4 separate regions of the Mus musculus genome follow, and all the other regions are linked to region 3. The links are chromatin contacts, called in public HiChIP or PLAC-seq and promoter capture Hi-C maps. All regions are on one chromosome and are shown on one strand. Each heading gives the region's core, a stretch centred on a gene start, on an enhancer-like site or on the middle of the called end of the contact. The rest is flanking DNA. Distances are from core to core; before and after follow the strand shown. Region 1 overlaps Zmat4 (zinc finger, matrin type 4). Region 2 holds the start of Gins4 (GINS complex subunit 4 (Sld5 homolog)). Region 3 holds the start of Zmat4 (zinc finger, matrin type 4). Region 4 overlaps Zmat4 (zinc finger, matrin type 4).

Region 1 (3,072 bases), core at 245-2,744, 290 kb before region 3:
CAGCCTGATCCAAGACCAGGGATGGGAGAATAAATGTAATCCTGAAGTAGGAAGGCCGAGTCTCATCCAGAGCCAGTACATGGGCTGAAATAGCAGAGGAACATTTGCTAACACAGCTAATGTGCCCTGCGTTGATAGGAAGGGAGTTTATCGGCCAGATGAGCATGTGAGAGAGCTTGGAGATGTCATCTGCAAATTTGGGCTGGAGAAAGGGAAAGTACAGAAATGAAGTGAGAGAGAACAGAGATAGAGAAGAGGCCTGAAACTGGGAATAGCAGGGGATGTAGAAGAACTTCAGACCTGTCTCCATCTTGTTTGACGAAGCTGGTTAAATCATTTAAGATATGGAAATCAAATATTTTAAATTTGGGCGAGCCGGGGTCATTATCCAATGAATACTTAGGCCAAATCTGAACTGAAAGCTAAACAAATGGATCTTTTACATTAGCCCTGAGACAGGCTAAAGATGTGTCCTTTGGAATGGACAGTTTAATCACATGGTGGGTTTGGAAGAAAGTCAGGAATAAATGTCAGATACACTGCCAAAGATCCCTCTGGTAGAATTGACCAAAATTGTGCCTGGTATTTAGGAGCCAATGTCCCCCAGTTCATAGACTCCAGAAAAGTCAAAGGACAAAAGGATCCTTATAAGAAACTCCTGGAGTCTTTGGACCAATGGTGAGGAACTCAGGATTTTCCCAACATGTGATGGGGCACCTCTGTGGAGATAAATGCAGAATGGCCTCTTTATCTGGAGATCAAATGAGTTCTGAGAAGGAAGAAGAGTAAGAGAAGAGAGGTTTAAAAAATAAAAGGAGAATAAAAACAATTCCATTCCTCTCCCAGGAGGACAACCTGGATTTATTCATAGTGCCAGTGAAGTCCTTAGACCGGAGGTTCTGTCCATGGGACTTGCCACTGTTCATCGATGCAGAGACCATGAGTTCCAGGGGTCTTACATCACAGTTGGTGACTTAATTAGCGGATATAGTGAGCCTTGAGAGTGTCTGTGCTCCCAAAGACACAGGTTCCAAGAATACAAAGAGATGATGAGAAAGTCAATATTGTCCCAGAAGAAGGGCTTGGAGGTGACAGCAATCATCACCAGGGCCCCAGAATTGTCCAGAGTTTTAGCACTAAAATATTAGATTTCAGAGCACAGAGTAAAGAAACAGAAGACAAAAATAAGTCTACAATCTGATCTAACAGATGAGGTTGTTTATTAGCACAGCAAGGGGTATCCACCTTCCCCTGGGATGTACTTTGTGTGACAGGGAAGGAGCAATCGGGACATGTATAAGAATGAGCAAGGGACTTAGGTATAGGGAAGTTGAGAATGCTGTGGAAGGTGTGTGGATATTAAGACATTCTTGAGAAATTACAACCTCCTCTCAGAACTGCTTGCTCAAGCAAAACAGGCTATCTTGAGAATTTCCTGTCTCAACAAACTGTTCTCCCTGAGATAGAGATGTGGCTGACCAATAACAGTTGAGCAACTGTTAGCAAGAGAGTCTCGGGGGGACTCTGGTTTTCTGCCACTAGGGCATTCTGTCATAGTGTTGACCTAAGCATTTGCATTTCTTCTGTGGAAGTTAATGCCACCCGTTTGCTGTTACTTGATGGAAGACGGTATAACCATGTGTCCTTTTCTGACCTTCACTTTTAAAATGAAAACAGAGTCGAAGGGCAGTGTGCATTTGAACTTTTTTCTATTCTAGTCTCTGGGGATGGACCTGGGTAGGCAGACTGGGAATGCTGGTCCCTATTGCTTCTTTTAGAATGTATTGGAATTCTGAAGCCACCAAGAAGTTCACTCTAACTAACTTCCACTCAAGTTAGTTTCAAAGACATTCCAACAAAAACAAAACTTATGCATGTTCATCTTGATAACTATATTCTCAAAGAGTATATGTAGAACATGAAATCAGATAGGTGGCTGGATGGGGCTCAGACAGATGAGAAAACTGGTATCTTTTAAATATTTCCTTAGGTAATTGGAAACAATGTGCCTCAAATATGGTTGCATGTTATAGTTTTCAGAGCTGTATGGATATAAGTGAGCATGGCCCGTTCTAACAGACAGGGCACTGTTCCTCCTGCAAGCCCTATAAAATTCTTGCCTTTCCTTAGATCTCCTTTGGATGAGGAAAAAGGGAGAAGATAGCTTTTCTAGATAAGAGGCTCAACTTACCACAAGTTAGCAAGGTTGTGTTCCTTGTTTTGTCTTTATGTTGTTGTCATTGCTTCTGTTGTATTTTAGAAACATTATGTTTGTGTAAGAGGTAAAGAAAGAAAACATTTTAATATGATGCTAAAACAAAGGTATTAGGATAGTCAAATACAGTCACTTCTCTTTAACCATTGTGGGGGTAGGTAGGTGGGAGGGATAGGTTATAAGATGCCCCAGTGGATTTTTGAAACTACATATTGTACCAAACCCTATATATTCTATCTGTTCTCTGTAAGGACAACCTCAAATTTAGTGGTTTTTGTATTTTAAGCATATACCACACATTAAAGTTTGAGGTGAAGAAAAAAGGCCTAGAATTTCTTCTCTATATATAATTTCTTTGATGGATCATTCTTGGTATAGATCTTTGCAAAACGGCCATGTGATTCTTTTACCCCTCTGTGAAGTTGAAAGTTTTTCCTTTTCAGTCGAAGTATTGTATGAAATTTCTTTGGCATACTTGAATTGCCTGCATTGCTATCTTTGTCCATTGGGGCAATTATGAAGTGTTAAATAAGGGTTTCTTGAATACAAGCAACTTGGCGTCACAACAGTCAATATGGTAACATTGAGGGCCACTTAAGTGACTCCAGAGTGGGACAAAGGAATAATTCATACCTTAGGACATATCTCAATCTTAGTGAAATATGAAATTACATCAGTACTACTGTGTCTGATCTACATCTGAGAAAAATAGGCCTGTCTGCTTAAACAGGAGACCAAACCTGTCTTAGTTAGGACTTTACGCTGTGAACAGACACCATGACCAAGGCAACTCTTATAAGGACAACATTTAATTGTGACTGGCTTCAAGGTTCAGAGGTTCAGTCCATCATCATCAA
Region 2 (3,479 bases), core at 552-3,051, 430 kb after region 3:
TTCTGTAAAAGTCAAAGACAAGCCCCTCTCATAGACAAACACCCAGGGTGAGTTCAAGCAGTCACAGGACTCTCTGTAGGTCACGCCGGAAGCTTGTGATGGAGCAGTTTCTAGAATGACAGCTGCCTACAGAATCTGCTGTAATACACCAAACAGCCAAGGCTTCTGGTTTCTGGTTCTTGTCTCAGAAAATACAACTTCATAACCAACCTCACTAAGCTAATTTCTTATCACTCTGGGCTACTCTACAGATGTAATTTATTTTATCTGTTCCATGCTTATTTGATAATAAAATATCAATCTAATGATATGTGGAACAAAATATAAGCATCCTGTTAGCAGATGAATATTAAAATGTTTACGCCACCAGGAGGCAGAGGTGGGTGGATCTTTATGAGTTTGAGGCTAATCTGCTCTACATAACAAGTTCCAGGTTCGTCAGAGTTACATGATGAGGCCCTGTATCAAATAAAAATAAATAATGAAAATTTTTTGTACGTCAGTGATAAACTGTAGAAAGAGATTTTGTTTTACTTAGTTGCTGGGGACTGGACCCAGGTTAAATGCTAAGATTGTACTGTACCACTGCACCACATTCCCCCGCTCCCATCTATACAAATCATTTTAATTTAAAAAATAGGTATAATACCAAGAATCTTTAGGCTACCACAAATTCAAATTTCCATAACTTTCTATTAGTCCTGTTATTTCTTTTTGTTGTTGTTGTGGTTTTGTTTTTGTTTTTCGAGATAGGGTTTCTCTGTGTAGCCTTGGCTGTCCTGGAACTCACTCTGTAGACCAGGCTGGCCTCAAACTCAGAAATCCACCTGCCTCTGCCTCCCAAGTGCTGGGCTTAGAGGCCTGTGCCACCACACCCGGCTCAATCCTCTGTTATTTCTTACTCTTTCAAGTAGTAATATGTCAGGATGCATAATTTATAGGTATATAAAACTATAAAAATTTGCAATCTGATTCCATCTCTGAAGCTAATTAGGAAGTTTGGCACTTAAAAAATATAAGGGGCTAGGGGCTGGAGAGATAGATAGCTCATTGGTTTAGAGCACTTGCTCTAAACCAGAGGACTGGAGTTTGGTTGTCGGTACCCATGTGGAACAGCTCATAACCACATGTTATGAGCTCCATCAGGATCCAGTGCATTCTTCTGTCCTCAGCTGGCACCACACTCATGTGCAAGCACACATACTAACATACATGAAAATAAGGAAATATATCTATAAAAATAATCTTAAGGGGGCTCAGTGGGTAACAGCACTTGCTATGCGATCGTGACCTGAGCATGTACCACATGCGTATATTGCATTCACACTCACTAAAAAGGTAGAATCCTAGAAAGTCAGTAGGCATTCTTTCATCACCAAAAAGAACAACTCAAATAACATTAGAGAACAACTCTGCGCAAAAAAAAAATGTAAAGGAAGGACAATGGAGTGAGTCTCTTAAATGTAGTTTCAACACACATATATGAATCTGTGAACAGGTTTGGCAATGGAACCAACCCACACACAGTAAATGTTAAAGGAAGGAAGGAACTGGGCCCTGTACCGATTCGCCACAAGACGGCGCTGCCTGGTTTCCTTACTGTGAGCCGAACGCCCCCACGTGGCCGTCCCGAGACGGTGCCACCCGGCACTTCACTCCCGGCCTCCTTCCCCGCCTTCCGGAAGTATGTTCTATAGCTCGGCAAGAGCCCGCCCCGGGGTAGGCGGGGCCAAGGGGCGTGTGTCCGCTTTCCCCTGGGCCTGATTGGTTAGTGCTCCCGCAGCGCGGAGACGTTTTCCTGTCGACGCTGTGTTTGGGGAAAGGAGCGCGGGAGCTGTACCGCTGCTGGTCGGGTCTGTGGGCCGCGGGCTTTCCGCGCGATCTCCGGCGCCCACCGCTCGGGGAGCCTCAGTCCGTGGTGTCCCCCGAGCGTGCCGGCTAGGAGAGAAGGGAAGAGGGATCCCTGAGCCGTGTAGCCGCTTTGAGTGCCAACTGCGAGGTGAGCGCTGGAGTGTCCAAGCGACCCCGGGTCAGTTGCAGCTGAGGACGCGATGTGCCGAGCACTTGACACGATGCACTTTTCTCATTTGAACCGAATGGGCTCCTGGGCCACTGAGGCAAAACGCTGCTCCTGGCGACGACAAGGAGCATTGCGGTTTAGTGTGGTATCTGCCCAGGTCCAGGCCCATGCAGCGGGAAAGATTAGGAGAGAAACCGACCAAGGGACTAAACCCAACACTGAAAAATCAGTCTCTGATTTCGCCATCCCTGGCCAGTGCACCCCCTTCAGCCCCAATAAACTTGTCCCTAAATGCCTTTTCTTGCAAGTAAGTGGGAGAAGCTTTTCAGGGTGTTGGTTTATTTTTCAGGTGTAGGTTCCCGGTTGAGAAACGATGACGGAGGTTCTGGATCTCCACGGACAGGACTCTGATGGGGGTAGTGAGGAGATGGTCCTAACTCCTGCAGAGCTCATTGAAAAGCTGGAGCAGGTAAGCACCCCAAATATGTCCCGTGTTCTTAGCTCTTAACTTACTCCAGGTGTGCAGTACCACGGCTCAGAAAATAAGGAAACAGAAGATTTGTTTCCAAAGAGCAGTGTTTGTAACATCTGCATAAAAATAGGAAGCCAGAAAGCAGGGCCTTCTTTAGGAGTCTCATCTTGTCAGTCTTCAAGGATGGCTAGTAAAAGTAGGCTTTGGACACATGTAGTAGAATGTTTCACAAAGCAATGCTCTGCTGTGCTATTTTGAGGACGTAAAGATGTGTGTGATCTGTAGAGAAGCATGCCATTTCTCTATAGTAGTCTCTTCCTCTGTTTCCTCCCCCATTGGAAGATATCTGCTCTAACAAGAAATTGCCATCCCTTTTGGTCATAATAGCAGTGATTATTTCTTGCATAGTTGTTGTTGTCGTCGTCGTCTTCTTCTTCTTCTTCTCCTTCTCCTTCTTTCTCCTTCTCCTTCTCCTTCTCCTTCTTCTTCTTCTTCTTCTTCTTCTTCCCCTCCTCCTTCTTTTCCTCCTCCTCCTCCTCCTCCTCCTCCTTCAATAATATCTTCTCATGAACCTCGGGTAGTTTAGGAATTCTGAACATGCTTGGGGTTTTTTAGGTTTTGTTTTTGCTTTTTGTTTGTTTGTTTTAAGTTTGTTTTTGAGATAGGGCCTCACTATGCATCACTGGCCGGTCTTGAACTCTCAGAGTTCACCTGCCTCTGCCCTCTGTGTGCTGGCAGTAAAAGCATGCACTGTGTTGCCCTATAAGTTCTGGGACATTCATGGCGTATACTATTGAGTGTTCTTTAGAGGACAGTTGACCATGGGTACCCACCTCCAGTGGATACCTCTACAACATAGCCCCTACAACCAAGGCTCAGGGAACGCCAAAGAAGAGAGAGCAGGAAGAGACAGAGGACCAGGACATCTGCTGCAGGGTTATCCTCTCTATATGTCAGGGAGGCTGTGCCCATGAGAGCTCAGGAATA
Region 3 (3,331 bases), core at 60-2,559:
CTACCTGTGTGTTAAAGCAGGGAGTCCAAGGCCACGTCCGTCACCTTCACCCCCACTGGGGACAGCCACTTTCTCAGTGGCCACTTACCTTGCACTGCCCTGTAGCAAAAGTTGACAGAGAGGATTGACCTCAGTCTCCAGGGTGGGAAGTGTGTCTCGGTGCAAGCGAGTCCCTTGTAGTCCCAACAATGTGGAATGTTAAAGAACCAACCAAGGGCCACGGTGAGCGTTTCTACTTGAAGATCAACTATCAGAAGCAGTGTGGACAGAGACTGCAGCACCATCTACCTGAACAGATGCACCTGAGCACCTAAGCTGACTAGCAGCCAGTGGCTTCCCCTCCCACCAGCCTCTCTTTCAGAGTGGCCAGGACCTCAGACCTGGGCCTCTCTTTGATGGGAGTGTAAAGCACCCCGGGATAAAATTCAGCTCCATCCCTGATGTTTTTCGGGACACAACAAATCAAGAAAGTGTTCCAGGGTGTTCAGGAGCTGATCAAGGAAGTACTTTCTTTGTCAACGGCAAGGGTTTCTTTTTCACTAAGTTGGGTGATGCGCAGATAGATGCTCACAGGGTCAAACAGGACAGGCTCCTACACCCTACGACATTTCTGTTTTCACCAGTGAAGACCGATGGAGATGGAGAGGGCAAAAGTAGCCCAGGAGAAGCTGAGAAAAGTTTGAGGACGGACAGGAATTGAAGGTCACAGTAGTTTGAGCAAGGCAGGTCAAGGTATAGCGGATAGGGCAGACCCGATGGCAGAAAATCCAATCAAACCAAGCTTGCTTCTGGAGCCAGCTCATGGATATGGTCACAGCATCATTCTGGCCCAGGAAGCGGCCAATCCGGGGTCCAGCCTCATCACCCAGCAAACCTAAGTCTACACATAACCCTGCAGGTCCTCTAGCCCCAAATCAGACCCATTTCCATGAACCTGAGCGCAGCTAATTAAGAGTAGTAAACAAGCCTTGCTCTTGGCGGTGCAGAAGTTTTCCCAAATTGTAGGTTTGTTTTCCTCCCAACAAAAGACAGTGGGTCTCCGCCTTGGCCACCTTTCCTCCCCTTAAACTTTTCTCTTCTCTCTGCAATCCTCCACCTGTGCTAACTGCAAGCCCGAGCGAAAACAGAGCGGAAGCAGCCCCCTCTCCCGGGACACAGATAAAGGTACCTTCTCCGAGAAGCAGAGGGGCTGTCGTCCGGAGGCTCGCCGCCCGGCGGAGCGCAGGAAGACACTGCCGGGATGGAGCACGCTGAGGATGCTGCGTTCCTGTCTCTGCGACCAGACCTTTCAGCAGCTCGGACCAACTGTGCTAGCGATGCACTTAGCAATTATCTGCTGGCGCCGACGCCCCGCCTCCTGCTCTTGTGATTGGCTCTCCAGTCCCGGGCAGGACTGCATTGGTCTCGGCCGACCTCACTCATTGCTTTGGCTTCTACTATTATCTAAGCCATCAAAGGAAATAATTCCATGTTTCATTGACAACCTGTAAGGTTCTCCTCCCGCCAGGTGTCGAGGGGGGAGGGGGGGCAGAACTGGGAGTCCAGAGAAGGGAGGGGAGGACAGTCGAAAAAGGTGGGGGTGGGCGAGAAAGAGACCGGGGTGGGAGGTGCGAGGAGAAAGAGAGAGAGGAAGAGAGAGAGAGAGAGAGAGAGAGAGAGAGAGAGAGAGAGAGAGAGAGAGAGAATATGAACTGAGGTTCTTAGTCCAGCATTTTAACTTCCACAAAACAAAGCCCATTGCAACAATTATCTGGCCTTATTTCCTCATTTCTCCCCCTTGTTGATAAATATTCCTGAGGCTTGTGGGAATCATAATGGGGGGTTTCTGTTAGTGTCAGAAGGCTCCAGAAAGCAGAACAAGGTTCAGGGCTGAAAAAACAGAACGATGCTTTTACACCTTGGAGGTCATCTGAAGGTCATTTCAAATTGTTCAGGGGGCATATTATATGCTTTGTCTTGTTCGTGTGCCTAATCCTTTTCCCTAAAGGTCGACAAACTGCCCCAACCCGAGGTCCCAAGTTCCCTTGGAACTCTACCTGAGGTCTGGAAGGAGCTGTTTCCAAAGTCCACAAAAGTCTGGGATGTCTCACCAGGGGTCACCAGGGGAGGCCCAAATGAGCAGGCACGTTGGATCTAAGCACCTGCCATGAGCCTGGTGTTTGTTTGTTTGTTTGTTTCATTATTCTATCCTACTTCCTTCTGTTAATTGCAGTCTCACAAATTATCAGCCAAAAGGGAAGGAGGAGAAGGAAGAGAAGGAGGAAGAGAAGGAAGAAGGAGGAGGGAGGAGGAGGATGGAGGAGGAGGAGGAGGAGGAGGAGGAGGAGGAGGAGGAGGAGAAGGAGAAGAAGAAGAAGAAGAAGAAGAAGAAGAAGAAGAAGAAGAAGAAGAAGAAGAAGAAGAAGAAGAAGAAGAAGAAGAAGAAGAAGAAGAAGAAGAAAGAGCCGACCTTCCTCCTACATCTGGTAAATGTTCAGCTTCACTCTCAGAAGTAAGAAGGGTTTTACTCTTTTCCACTTTCACGTCTGTTCACCGTGTAGAAAGATGTGATATAGACTCTGTTATGAAAAATGATTAAGGAGAACCTCTGAAAGAAAAGTCTTAGAAAATCTAGTTTCAAGGCAGAGGGCAGCTCATGGGCAGAGCTTAGCAATACCTGCCCGCTGTGTGCAAGGCTCTGAGCAGCTCATGGGCAGAGCATGTACCTGCATGCTGTGTGCTAGGCTCTTGATTTGCTTCTGGGAACTGTTTATTAAATTAATTCAAAGGAAAAGAAAAAAAGTCAAGTTCCAGGTATAAGAGCCAGCCCTTTGGGCTTCTCAAGCTGGGATTCTACCTCTTTGGAAAGGACGCATCCAGTTCTGCCCTGTCCCGACATGTTCTGGGCTCTGATCAGCTGCCATCCTGCTGTCCTCCTCAGCCTGGGCAGCAAGCTGAATAGTGTCTTCCACCTGGTGGTGTGACATCTAGCTCACACATGCATGCTGGTGCCCTAAATACTGAACTCTGGGAGGATAGAGATGCTATTAAAGCAGGCTAAGGAAATGGTCTAGTATACCTCCCTTCTTGTAGCGATGTGTAAGGGTGTGATTGGCACACTCTTTGCACACACAGTCCTCTCCGGACAATGCACCTAGCAACCTCAGAATCCCCTGAGCCCTTCATCCACACCAGGCCATGTAATGATAGTATGAGTTTCCCCACTCCTGGTAACAATCATGAATAGACAGTTTCTAATCAAGTGTATTCCCAACAAATCTGAGTGTGAAGAATAGAAGGGCCAATCCAGCCTGAACTAGCTGTGTTAGAGAGAATCCCCTATTTACCATCT
Region 4 (3,166 bases), core at 472-2,971, 270 kb before region 3:
ATATTTAAATCACATTAGCATATGTACTCTGGCTGCTTAGAAGTTGGCGGAGCTCAAGGATCATGCCTGGAGCACTAGTACCTCTCCAGTGCTGAACAGGATCAACAACACTGCAGCACTGAAAATGTAAGTGTTCAGTGAATAATGAACACCATTCTTTCAGGTGACTCATAATAACAAAGAAAATACGGTGTTAGATTCCCCAGTGTTTGAAGCAACACTGTTGGTCCAGGACACACAGCCACATGAGGGTTCCAGGCCAAATCTATCACCATGCTTCTCTCCCAACTACTACTACTAGCCACTACTTTGAGAGGGAAAATTCATGAAATGATAATTACCAGTAGGAGAATATATCTGACAAAAAAAGATGTAGATCATGAAATCAACAATTGACTATGTGTCTCTCTTCCCCTCCCTTCCTCCTTTCCTCCCTCCCTCCCTCCCACCTCTGTTCCTCATCATGAGCAAACATACTGGAGAGTTTTTGGTACCATCTTCAAGGATGTAAGTTTTAAGAGCACTTATCACATAATTCCACTTGCCACAGAAACCACAATGTTGCAGACTTATTGGGAGAAGAAGTAAGTCTGCTTTATAAGCTAGAGCAATGCCATCTTTATGTTCTGGGCTTTGTCATGGTATTTATTACATGGTGAATACTTGCTCATTAAGTATTAAGCAAAATAATATAGTTAACGAGCATCTCAATAGGTATGCTGTACTTGGAGAAAATCTGTTTATTTACTTATTTATTCTTCTGTCATACAACACATCCTGTTCACAGTTTCTCCTGCCTCTATTACTCCCAGTTCCCCTTGTCACTTTGAGCAAATCTTAACTTTGTTTCTTACACCACAATCGGTGTTATCGAATCTCACCTACTGTGCCCATCTACAGAAAATTTAACATAAAAGATACTGAAGATTATTTTCTGCATAAACTTAAAGTTATAATTTTATACACAAACAGAATAGCTTCCCATTTGTTCAAGGATAGGTTTCGCTCTCAGTTTTAATGTTTCTATAGCTCTTATTTTGTCACAAAGCATGCCACTGACAGCCACAATGACTTAAGAGTCAAACATGACAGTTATATCCTCCCATAACCTTAGGAAAATATTGTACTGCATTTCTGCAAAATACCATCCTAGATCTTAACCTTAAAACAAACAATGGGGGCCTCCAGGCGGTACCAGTGAACATCTTGGAGCTCTGAATAAGGAAGAATAACTGTTCAGCAGCTTTATGTCATATTTACAACTTCCCCCATGTGGCCCCAGCCGGCCCCTAAAGGGAGTCACATGGCTGGGGACACATCTGTGTGATTTTTTTGCTGCTTTTTGCGTTTTCTTAGTCAACATCTCACAAAAATAAGATGCTCTCCAGATCAGTTCAGGGCTGTTTATGATGCAACATCTGTATCAAAAACTAGGAATCTCGTAGTTCCCAGTTCCTGTTTAATTAGTTTGTGGATACTTGGCTGGCAGCAGATGTGCCAAACTGAAGCCATTTTAAAATTCACGCTCGTCTTTTTCTGGGACTTAAGTCAGCGAAGATGAAGAGTTACCCACACTTTTTTTTTTAGACGGCAATACGTTTATTAGCATCATTAGGAAAAATAATGGACAAACCCTGCCCCAGATAAGAAAAGCATTGGCCCACGGTGTGTAAATAGGCCACTGTGACTGTTCATCAAGCAGATTTCTTGCTGGATTTGAGGCTGAACAGAAATCTTAAGTTATTACTCATGCTCCTCATTAAATCTTTTCTTCCTGTAGGTTTAGAGAACCCAACTCTTTGGCTCATTTTCATGAAGATGGCATGGGGCACACAAAGTGCACATGAAGGAGCACTTCTTCTTCCTCCTCTGTACCACACCTCAGTACCCTGCAGACCCTCAGTGGAGTTATAGATCCATCCGATTTGGGTCTCCTGGCCTTTGGAATCTCCTGACCCCAATCAAGCGAACTCGCTGCTGGGTAGTCCTAATGTATAGATGACACGGATCAGTTTGTGACTAAGGGCATGACCATAGTGGGCAGAAAGGGTCCATCTTTGCCTGACAAACAGCTTGGCAAGGTTCTCCACAGTTTCCTAGCCTGATTTCATCTAGATGGCCTGCCCATCTTCACTCCTAGTGATGCTCTGCTCGCCCCATCTCCCTGCCCCTTCACTTGTGTTCATCTCTGCTCTAAATGACCTCATCGCCAACTTCTATATTCCTGGTGCTCACCTCAGATGGCAAGTAATCATTTTCTCTTTTTAAAATTCCAAAACCATTCTGATTAAGGTCTTTTAAACTCTTGTTTCCTTTATCTTGCATTCTATTTCAATAATGGTGTCAGGTTTTGTTTTGTTTTTCCTTTCTACACTTTAAATCTTTTCAGATTAAAGAATGAGTCATAAACAATCTAGTATTCCCTTATAACATTAGGCACAATTTTTTTTTTTTGCCCATAATAGAGACTTAGTAAGTTTGAATGAACAAATGAATGAATGCATGCATGAATGAATGAAGGAAATTATCTCTTCTACATCATAATATTTTCCTACCTCATTTCTACCAACAATTATGACAGGATGTAAGACGTTTAAATAGCTTAATTGTCTAACCCAGAAGGTGGGCTCTGAAGATCAGAGGAAGCCTACATGCTGCAGCTAAGGTGTCAAAACACATTAAAAATAATAATGCAAAAATAACCAGGTGTAATCTAAGCTAAGTATTTGCTTCAGCGCTTCTACTATTCAATTTAGAATTGCGTTCTATAATTATCCTATCTGCCTAAAGGTCCCATTTTCTGCTGATGCTTAACTAGTTAAACTGCACACTGCTCTCACAGATAGAAAATATTAGTATAAGGGAGAAACCAGTGTATTTGTTCTAATTGATTAAACATAATAAAGACACACATTTGTTGACACAGTAATATTTGTCAAGTATGTGGTGCCGGAAACCTTTAAGTCATCCACTCTATTGCCATGGTTCTGACTGCATGAGAGGGATGAAGGATGGAGAGTGTGGGAGCATGGGGGAGGACAATCATGTAGGAATCCCTCAGCAAGCTATGGATCTACACCCTGTGGATGATCCAAAGGAGAAGAGGCCTTTACTGTCACCACTGTGAGGCTGGGTTAAATGGAGTCATACTGTTAGTTCCAAGAGC

The links. Promoter capture Hi-C pulls out the DNA fragments that hold promoters and counts their contacts. HiChIP or PLAC-seq counts read pairs in DNA pulled down with a chosen protein or histone mark.
Region 1: an H3K27ac HiChIP or PLAC-seq map of VIP interneurons shows a contact between it and region 3, with 2.5 times the contacts expected there. The contact joins the enhancer-like site here to the promoter of Zmat4 in region 3. A contact is called at or near these places in 1 of 15 datasets of contacts at CTCF or cohesin (pro-B cells), 2 of 484 Hi-C or Micro-C datasets (the C10 cell line and nephron progenitors) and 3 of 115 datasets of contacts at active chromatin or transcription factors (VIP interneurons, embryonic midbrain and large pre-B cells).
Region 2: a contact with region 3 is called in a promoter capture Hi-C map of embryonic stem cells, with 4 times the contacts expected there. The contact joins the promoter of Gins4 here to the promoter of Zmat4 in region 3. A contact is called at or near these places in 3 of 39 promoter capture datasets (embryonic stem cells, second pharyngeal arch cranial neural crest and stem cell-derived epiblast-like cells), 1 of 15 datasets of contacts at CTCF or cohesin (embryonic stem cells), 4 of 484 Hi-C or Micro-C datasets (all in embryonic stem cells) and 1 of 115 datasets of contacts at active chromatin or transcription factors (embryonic stem cells).
Region 4: an H3K27ac HiChIP or PLAC-seq map of SST interneurons shows a contact between it and region 3, with 3 times the contacts expected there. The contact joins the enhancer-like site here to the promoter of Zmat4 in region 3. A contact is called at or near these places in 2 of 484 Hi-C or Micro-C datasets (the C10 cell line and nephron progenitors), 2 of 115 datasets of contacts at active chromatin or transcription factors (SST interneurons and embryonic midbrain) and 1 of 9 other capture datasets (liver).

The regions. Positions count from the first base shown.
Region 1 is chr8:23,955,338-23,958,409 of GRCm38.p6, reverse strand. All of the region lies in intron 5 of Zmat4 (zinc finger, matrin type 4), which reads right to left. Among named protein-coding and RNA genes, the nearest start is that of Gm51564, 89 kb to the left of the region's middle. Within about 2 kb of position 1,494, at least 11 of the 459 cell types and tissues checked have an H3K27ac peak or open chromatin away from gene starts, as enhancers often do. A contact at or near this core is called in pro-B cells, where this site is marked.
Region 2 is chr8:23,235,990-23,239,468 of GRCm38.p6, reverse strand. It overlaps Gins4 (GINS complex subunit 4 (Sld5 homolog)), which reads left to right and starts at 1,801. Exons shown (of 8, transcript NM_024240.6): 1 at 1,801-1,999; 2 at 2,370-2,489. The coding sequence starts at 2,394. Gm39141 (a long non-coding RNA gene) reads right to left here and starts at 1,689. Exons shown (of 3, transcript XR_870246.2): 1 at 1,601-1,689.
Region 3 is chr8:23,667,639-23,670,969 of GRCm38.p6, reverse strand. It overlaps Zmat4 (zinc finger, matrin type 4), which reads right to left and starts at 1,309. Exons shown (of 7, transcript NM_177086.4): 1 at 1,169-1,309.
Region 4 is chr8:23,938,931-23,942,096 of GRCm38.p6, reverse strand. The region is part of intron 5 of Zmat4 (zinc finger, matrin type 4); the gene reads right to left. Among named protein-coding and RNA genes, the nearest start is that of Gm51564, 100 kb to the left of the region's middle. Within about 2 kb of position 1,721, at least 3 of the 459 cell types and tissues checked have an H3K27ac peak or open chromatin away from gene starts, as enhancers often do. A contact at or near this core is called in SST interneurons, where this site is marked.